Regions from separate parts of the Mus musculus genome. Here all the other regions are linked to region 2. Evidence: chromatin contacts called from public promoter capture Hi-C data. All regions are on one chromosome and are shown on one strand. Each heading gives the region's core, a stretch centred on a gene start, on an enhancer-like site or on the middle of the called end of the contact. The rest is flanking DNA. Distances are from core to core; before and after follow the strand shown. Region 1 overlaps Ticrr (TOPBP1-interacting checkpoint and replication regulator). Region 2 holds the start of Prc1 (protein regulator of cytokinesis 1). Region 3 has its middle 28 kb from the start of Zscan2.

The links. Promoter capture Hi-C pulls out the DNA fragments that hold promoters and counts their contacts.
Region 1: a promoter capture Hi-C map of embryonic stem cells shows a contact between it and region 2, with 2.5 times the contacts expected there. The contact joins the enhancer-like site here to the promoter of Prc1 in region 2. A contact is called at or near these places in 6 of 39 promoter capture datasets (cranial neural crest, embryonic stem cells, frontonasal cranial neural crest and 1 more), 13 of 484 Hi-C or Micro-C datasets (embryonic stem cells, erythroblasts, neural progenitor cells and 1 more), 6 of 115 datasets of contacts at active chromatin or transcription factors (embryonic stem cells, epiblast stem cells and extraembryonic endoderm stem cells) and 1 of 9 other capture datasets (embryonic stem cells).
Region 3: a contact with region 2 is called in a promoter capture Hi-C map of pre-B cells, with 4 times the contacts expected there. The contact joins the enhancer-like site here to the promoter of Prc1 in region 2. A contact is called at or near these places in 5 of 39 promoter capture datasets (the C10 cell line, liver, neutrophils and 1 more), 2 of 115 datasets of contacts at active chromatin or transcription factors (astrocytes and memory CD8 T cells) and 1 of 9 other capture datasets (macrophages).

What each region holds. Positions count from the first base shown.
Region 1 is chr7:79,678,976-79,681,675 of GRCm38.p6, forward strand. It overlaps Ticrr (TOPBP1-interacting checkpoint and replication regulator), which reads left to right. Exons shown (of 22, transcript NM_029835.1): 8 at 40-191; 9 at 1,933-2,033. Among named protein-coding and RNA genes, the nearest start is that of Ticrr, 20 kb to the left of the region's middle. Within about 2 kb of position 1,451, at least 3 of the 459 cell types and tissues checked have an H3K27ac peak or open chromatin away from gene starts, as enhancers often do. A contact at or near this core is called in embryonic stem cells, where this site is marked.
Region 2 is chr7:80,292,974-80,295,825 of GRCm38.p6, forward strand. Prc1 (protein regulator of cytokinesis 1) reads left to right here and starts at 1,503. Exons shown (of 15, transcript NM_001374624.1): 1 at 1,503-1,618. The coding sequence starts at 1,608. It also overlaps a transcript of Rccd1 not described here.
Region 3 is chr7:80,831,579-80,834,456 of GRCm38.p6, forward strand. No RefSeq gene overlaps it. Among named protein-coding and RNA genes, the nearest start is that of Zscan2, 28 kb to the right of the region's middle. Within about 2 kb of position 1,598, at least 161 of the 459 cell types and tissues checked have an H3K27ac peak or open chromatin away from gene starts, as enhancers often do. A contact at or near this core is called in memory CD8 T cells and pre-B cells, where this site is marked.

The sequences.
Region 1 (2,700 bases), core at 201-2,700, 610 kb before region 2:
CTGAATATGATAACCACATGTTCTTTTTCACCCCCACAGAATTTAAAACCGAGGAGGAGCTTCTGGCTTACATACATGACAACTACCAAAAGGCTGTGGCTACGGAAGAAATCACATTGTATTCATGTGCACAAAATATGGTCTCAACCATTAAAATGTTCCTAAAATCAAAGGACATCAAGGAATTAGAAGTAAGAAAGTCTAGATAATACTGCCATAAATGTAGTGTTTGATGGTTGGTGGGTTTAGTGCACATCCTTAAAGAATTTCCAGTACACTGCACATGATTGAAAAATGATGACTAGGCTGGAGAGATGGCTCATTGTAAAAGCACTGCTTTCCAGAGGACCCAGGATCAACTCCCAGCTACATGGTGGCTCAAAATCTTTAGTAACCAGTTTCAAGCAATCTGATGCCCTCTTCTGCCCTCTTTGGGCACTGCATGCAAAAGGTACACAGATGTACATGCAGTCAAAACACCTATACATGTAAAATAAAATAAAGATATGTGAATAGTTAAAAAAAGAAAAGTGCTGAGTAGAGGATTGGTACAATTCCAGGTTCTGGAATATGAACCTGATAAACCAGAAGCCAGACATTCAAGTGGACTTCTGTCCAATGACACTGCTCTAATTGGTGTTGTGTGTTTATATGAATTAAACTAGCGGTTTTAACCCTAGCTGCTCTTCAGAATGACTTTGTTGTTGTTGATTTTGTTTATTATTTATGTTTGTTTATTTTTTGTGTATATAAGTATTTTGTCTGCATTTATGTCTGCATATTATATGCACTGAATTCCCTGGAACTGGAGTTACAGACATTTGTTAACTACCATGTGGGTGCTGGGAATCAAACCTGGGTCTTCTGGAAGAGCAGACAGTGCTCTTAATTGCCGAGCCATCTCACCAGCCCTGTTGGTTTTTCTTGTTGCTGTTTTGTTTTTTAAAAGATTTATTTATTTTATTTTATAAGAGTACACTGTAGCTGTCTTCAGACACATGGGAAGAGGGCATTGGATACCATTACAGATGGTTGTAAGCCACCATGTTTTTGCTGGGAATTGAACTCCGGCCTCTGGAAGAATAGTCAGTGCTTTTAACTACTGAACCATCTTTCCAGCCCCCTGTTGTTTTGTTTCGAATGCTAGTGTCTGGTCCTTCCATACTGACAGACTAACTCTAGGTCTCTTTGTTTTGGAAGTTGGGCATATATTTGTTTTAAAAATGTCCTGCATAACTCTAACTTATTGAAAACCACAGTTTTAGAATACCTTATTGCCTTTATTCATATTTAATGGCAAAAGCAGGGCTCTTTCTCTATAGTGGGAGAGCTGTTTACAATTATCACAGCTTTGTGTGGACCTTCTCTTTTAAAAGTAAGTGTATGTAGCAGGGTGTGGTGGCATACTCCTTTAATTCCTGCACTTGGAGGCAGAGGTGAGGGAGGGGCGTGTCTTTGTGAGTTCAAGGCCATCCTGGTCTACATGTTAAGTTCCAGGACATCCAGGATGGGGGGTGGGGGGGAGAGACTGGGGGAGGGAGAGAGGGAGGGAGGGAGAGAGAGACTGTCTCAAGGAAAAAAAAGATCTTTCTTTGTGGTGTGTGTATGTATATATGTATGTATGCATGCACACGTGCATGAGAAGTACTTGCAGACTGCAGAGAGCGTATCTGATCCTCAAGAGCTAGAATTACAAGTGGTTGTGAACCGGCTAACATTGATGCCCACTAGCAATCCTCTGCAAGAGCAAGATCTGCTCTCAACCCTAGCCATTGAGCCATCTGTACAGCCCAAGGAACTTTCCTTTAACAGTTCAAATCTAAAAGCTTGCTGTATCTATTAAAAAAAAAAAAAAAGGACCACATTCTCTTTAAGATATCAAAGGGAAAGGTAGGCAACAGTTTTCTCCTTCATAATTACTTTGTATTGCAGGTGGCCTGCCTGAGTCATGTGAACAGTAACCTCTTAAAAACCAGCAAGACCCTTAGACAGAACCTAGCCGGAAAGATGGATACAGAGGACAAAGTCGGAGAGTAAGAAACCACTTTATTTTCACCCGGACTCTAAAACAGGTCTGAGGTTATCTTTGTCATGATCTTTATGATGTTCTGAGGGGCAGTTGGACTCGCCTGATTTCTTAAGACTCGCACCAGTCTTTAGAGAAAACCCTGGATTCCTTCCCTTTTTTTTTTTTTTTAAGAAAGACTATATTATGGGGCCCAGCTGGCCTCAAACTTGCTCTCTAACTGAGTCTGGCCTTGAATTCCATCTCCTACTCCCACCTCATAAATATTGAGATTTAGATGTGTTTTCACCATTCCCAGTTTATCTAGTTGTGGGAATTAAAAGCAGGGCTGGCGGGCCTCAGGCATTCTAGGCAAGCACTTTACCAACTGAGCTGCATCCCCATTCCCCCTACCTGTGCCCTGCTTGCTTGCTTTCTTTCTTTCTTTCTTTCTTTCTTTCTTTCTTTCTTTCTTTCTTTTGGTTTTTCAAGACAGGGTTTCTCTGTATAGCCCTGGCTGTCCTGGAACTCACTCTGTAGACCAGACTGGCCTCAAACTCAGAAATCCGCCTGCCTCTGCCTCCCGAGGGCTGGGATTAAAGGCGTGTGCCACCACTTCCCGGCTTATTTTTTATTTTTTTCCCTCTCTTTTTCAGTACTGGAGATTGAATCCAGGGCTTTCTATATGTGAGGCA
Region 2 (2,852 bases), core at 253-2,752:
GGCTATTTGACACCCCCCCCCCCCCAAAGGGCTCAAGACCCACATTTTGAGAATCACAGCTTTGGATTCTACTTCCTAGACCCATGCAGTGGGAGGAGAAAACTGAATCTTTTAAGTTGCCCTCTATTCTCCACACATGACCACCCCATATACACACACAAATTTAATAAATGTATTTATCATAAAAAAGAGAAGCAAATAATGAGACTCTTATAGATGGTACAGTTGACCAATACAGAAAAGCAGACAATTTTAGTTATAATTCAGTATAAACTAGATTTTGTTTTATTTTGGGCCTATAGATGGAAGCTAGTGGTTTAAAAGCGCATTGCTAATCACCAGTGCTGTGGGTAACAAGGATACTCCAGGTAAAGTTTGGTGCAGAAGATAGGTTAATAAGTACCTCTTCGCAAAGGAGAATTCAATAATTACACTTCTACAAATCATTTTGGAGGAGGTAGCAAAAAAGAAATTCATCTCAGCTTTATTACAAATTTTAGTCTGAGTAGCAAAGGAGATACTCCCATAGCAGTGTATTAGGTAATAGTAAATCATTGAAAATGGGATACAGATGCTATGGGTCAGTGGGAAGAAAAGGACACACAAATACTTTGGTTGTTTTTTGTTTTTGTTTTTTGTTTGTTTGTTTGTTTGTTTTGGTTTTTCGAGACAGGGTTTCTCTGTGTAGCCCTGGCTGTCCTGGAACTCACTTTGCGGACCAGGCTGGCCTCGAACTCAGAAATCCGCCTGCCTCTGCCTCCCAAGTGCTGGTATTAAAGGCGTGCGCCACCACGCCCGGCTACACAAATACTTTGATGTCATGTTCAAATTGTGGAGTTTTCCTGATTTACCTAAATCTTATAATGTGCAAGAAAAACAAAGCCCAAATCACCATTTGCTCACAGCTAAATTGGGCAAGTCAGTTTTTTCCTGTAGCCCAAACTATTTCCCTGTCCTGTCTCTGCCGCCTACGTTCTGGAAAAGCTACTCAAATCTTTTTCTTCAGGATAGTGATGATCATTATTAACAGGTGTGTTCTAATGATTAAATGCGATAAACTTGTCCACTAAGGTACCAGGACCAAGAGCCTGGTTTTTTTTTCCTTCTAAGCTTTCCTGCTAGTCCCTGCTCCTCTTGGGACATTGGAGAGTAGCAAGAAGTCGAGCTGTTCTGGCAGTCTACCCAATACTTCTCAGGAAGCACAAAAATTTGAAACCCAACGGCAGCAACTCAGTGGGTACCGGTGACATCATCGGCCACACCCCTACACCCCACCCTTGAGGCGGGCATAGGTGCACGCATGCGCATATTGAGGCCCGCACGCTCCCCGTGCAAGCGCTTCCCACGCCCTAGGCGGTCTCTGTATCCCAGGCCTAGGCAGCAGCCCTTCGCAGGAGGGGCGGGACGAGGGCGGGGCTCCGTGAGTGGCGGACGCGGTAACCAATTGTCATTTGGCACCGCCTCTGGCTCGGTTTGAATTCCGCGGGGTCCAACGGCTCGAGAGTGGAGACGGACTCCGGGTGAAGTCTGCTGCGGCTGGTTACCGTTCTCCGTCCCGCGCGTGGCAAGTGGAGGGTCTCGATTCTGGACAGCTTGGAGCGTCCACCATGAGGAGAAGGTGCGGGTCTCTTAGGGGCGGGACCCATTACTGAGGTGCGGGTCTGGTACCAGGTTCGACAAGCTGGGTTCGCCGGTCTTCAGGCACCGATGTCTGTGGCTGGGGCGCTCGAAGCCGGCTCCGGAGGGCATCTGTGCCCGAGGCCACTAGCGGGGCGAGCAGCGGGGACAGCGCGGGGTTGACACGCTTCCTCGAGGCCGGGGTGGGTTTGTCTCAGGCCTGGCGTAGCTGGCGGCCGAGCTCAGGTGCCGCCGCAAGTCGCGGCTACTCGGCCTCTTCTCTGTGTAAACGCTGAGCATGTAATGGTGTGGGCTTCTCATCTCTTGAGTATAGTCTGTAATCGCATTGCTCGGGAGGCTAGAACAAAATCGATTCGAGTTTAGCCTAGGAGATGTAGTTTAAGACTAACCTGGGCTACGGAGTGAGACAGTACAAAAAGCCCTGAAGTTTTTTTAACCTTAAAGTTTTAAATGTATCGTTTTTTCTTCGTGTCTTACAGTTCCGCGTTTTTACTTGAGTTAGGAAGACGGCTTGAGCCGGCCAGTGGTGGCACACGCCTTTAATCCCACCACTTGGGAGGCGGAGGCAGGCGGATTTCTGAGTTCGAGGATAGCCAGGGCTACAGAGTGAGTTCCAGGACAGCCAGGGTTACACAGAGAAACCCTGTCACAAAAAAAAAAAAAAAAAAAAAAAAAAAAAAAAAAAAAAGAAAGAAAGAAAGAAAGGCTTTATTTCCTTGCAAGTTAACAAATTCGAATTCTTTTCCGGTCGTTTTAAGATTCCCAGGCGGGGTTAGAGAGATGGTTTAGCGGCTAAAAGCACTGATTGCTCTCCCAGAGGAGGTGGGTTCAATTTCCCAGCACTCACAAGGCAGCTCACAACTGTCTTTAACTCCAGTTCCAGGTGATTTTTGACACCCTCACATACAGACATACATCTAGGAAAAACACCGACGCACCTATGAAAATAAATAAAAAGAATCCTCTATTAAAAAGAAAATTCCCGGGCACTGCTTGGGAGTGCCCGATTGGAAATCCAATCAGAACTGACTCTTTGAGTAAAAGGCTGAATGCCGTTTTCGAATTTATAAAATAATTTTCTGCAACGAGTTGGGTGACAAGGCTTTGTAATTTCTAAGAATCTTGGTTTTGTGATTATAGATTTTGATCATTTTTTTTACCCCCAGATACTTGGCCTCAAGAGTCTGGGAATAGAATGAAAACAACTGACAAGT
Region 3 (2,878 bases), core at 348-2,847, 540 kb after region 2:
AAGTTCCTGTGGTCTCCATTGCATCAAGGACAATGGCAGTCTTTGGCCATCAGGCCCAGAAGATGAAGAGGCCTTTTCTGTGGATGAGGAACTTGGGAGAGACTGTCCTCATCTCATCTTAAGCAAAGTGTGGCAATCAGTTGTCTGGTTGTCCTCTGTCCACAGCTCAGGCCGGGCTCTGGCAGTGGGCGAGGCGCTGGGGCAGTTATGTCCAGTAGTTATGTCCTTTGTGGTTGTGCCCATATTTTCTTGGATACCTTGGAGGGTCACTGTTAGGATTTGGGAGTCTCTGTCTGTCGTGGTAAGTTTAAACATACTAAATGCCACATTCAGGAGATCTCTGACTGGTTTGAGGGCTAGTACCTACCTGTTTTTAGTTATCTGCTCTAAACTATACCTTGAAAATATAAAACAGAAGACTAAATAAAGCTTAATCTTGAAATTAACTGCATCAGTTCTTAGCATGGCTTCTTATATATTTCTGAACAGATTAAATTATTTGATCATTTACAAGGATACTGGTTATCTATCTCTGTTATGTTTGAGCCTTAAAAGTCAGTTTTGAATTGAAGCTCTTCTAATATCAAAATAAAACTTTTTAACCCCAAAAACATACTCCATAAAGAGACTACCACCCTTTCTGACCTTTATCTGGTATATCATTATAGAGCATAACAGTTTCCCGTGTGATTAGGTTTAAGCCGAAGGCAGTGTCAGCACAGGAAAGGGGTTAACAAGATGGGAAAATGGCAAGAACCTTGATTGGCTGAGGAAGCTGTTATTGGCACGTTGGGCTGACAGGAAGGGCTTGCTGGAGCCTTGCCAGGGCTCAAGCAAGCTGAAAGGAAGTGGTGGTGGGGGCGGAATTTCAAGAGCCAGTGATTCTTAACCTTTGTTAATGCTGTAAACTTCTAAAAAAAAAGGGGGGGGGGATTGCAACCCTATAGGAGGAACAACAATATCAACCAACCAGATCCCCCAGAGCTCCCAGGGACTAAGCCACCAACCAAGGAGTACACATGGCTCCAGCTGCATATGTAGCAGAGGATGGCCTTATCTGGCATCAATGGAAGGAGATGCCCTTGGTCCTGTGAAGGCTTGATGACCCAGTGTTGGGGAATGCCAGGGCGATGAGGAGGGGTTGGGTTGGTGGGTGGGGGAGCATTCTTATAAAAGCAGAGGGAAGGGGGCATGGGATAGGGGGTTTGTGGAGGGGAAACCAGGAAAGGGGATAACATTTGAAATGCAAATAAATAAAATATAGAATTTAAAAAATCCTTAATTTTTATTCCTGGTATCATTACCATAATTTATAGAGCAATATGTACGTTATAAATTATAAATTATAAACCAATATTTTATAAACAAGACATGCAGAACACAGTAAACGTTTAAGAGCAGTCAGAAATAAAGGTGTAGTGGCAAATGTTATTTATATATTTAAAGCAGACAAAAATCTTAATTTCAAGGGATGAGCGCCTTGCCACCTGTTGATCCAACTCTCGTGGGCACTGAGGTTTTGTAGCAGAGAAGCTGAGAGGCAGCTGGTGCTCCTTTAAGAGCAGCTTGCACCAATCACACAGCCCCTGGCTTGCTGTCGGCTTGATCCGGGAAGGAGGCGGGGCTTCTCCACCAGCGCCAGACTCCCTGCTGCAGGTGCAGGGCTCCAAGGGCAGCGCCAGTTCATCCGTTTCTGTTGTCTCAATGCAGCTGCTTCTTTCTAAATACAAAAACACTGTTTTATGAGTTATTAAATATTACTTTCTTATTTAAGTTAGCCTGATTGGTTATATAAGTTTTTTTTATAAGTTTTTTTTTTTAAGATTTATTTATTTATTATATGTAAGTACACTGTAGCTGTCTTCAGACGCACCAGAAGAGGGCATCAGATCTCATTACGGGTGGTTGTGAGCCACCATGTGGTTGCTGGGATTTGAACTCCAGACCTTCGGAAGAGCAGTCGGGTGCTCTTACCCACTGAGCCATCTCACCAGCCCCGCCTGATTGGCTATGATCAAGCACTGGACATTTAAAAATTTCCACCTAAGCTTGGCATAGCGGCATACATCTGTAATTCCGGTATTTGCAAGAGGATTAGGAGTTCATACGCATACTCAAGTACATAGGAGTTCAGGCTAACCTGGGCTAGTGAAACTTAGTTTGGGGGTGAGGGGAGACTAAGAGATAGCTCTGTGGGTAAAGTACTTGCTATACAAGCTTTGGGACCCGAGTTCACACCACTAGCTCTCAGAAAAGGCTCAGCAGGAAAAGTGGCATGGGCGTGGCTACGCATGGGCGTGGCGGTGCATACTTTTGATCCCAGCACACAGGAGGCTACCTGGTCGACATAGTTGAGTTCCAGGATAGCTAGGGATCTATAGAGAAAAAGCCTGTCTCAAAAAACAAACAAAGAAACAAACAAAGAAAAAAAAAAAACATACATCTTCAATCCCAGTACTGGAAAGAGAAGCAGAGAGCAGAGACAGGAGGGACCACCTGAATGAAACACCATGATCAAAAAGCAAGTTGGGAAGGAAAAAGTTTATTTAGCTTATACTTCAACATTACTGTTCATCACCAAAGGAAGTCAGGATAGGAAGGAACTTAAGCAGGCCTGGAACCTGGAGGCAGAAGCTGATGCAGAGGCGGGAGTTGGGGGGGGGGGGTGTTGGGGGGGCTGGAGGGTTGGGGGGGCGTAGGGTGTGTGTGTGTGGGGGGGTGCTGTTAACTGGCTTGTCCTAGCAATATCAGCCAGCTTTCTTATAAAACCCAGGACTACCAGCCCAGGGATAAAACCACCTACAATGGACAGGCTCTCCTGCTTCAATCGCTAATTAAGAAAACATCTTAGGGGGCTGGAGAGATGGCTCAGCCGTTA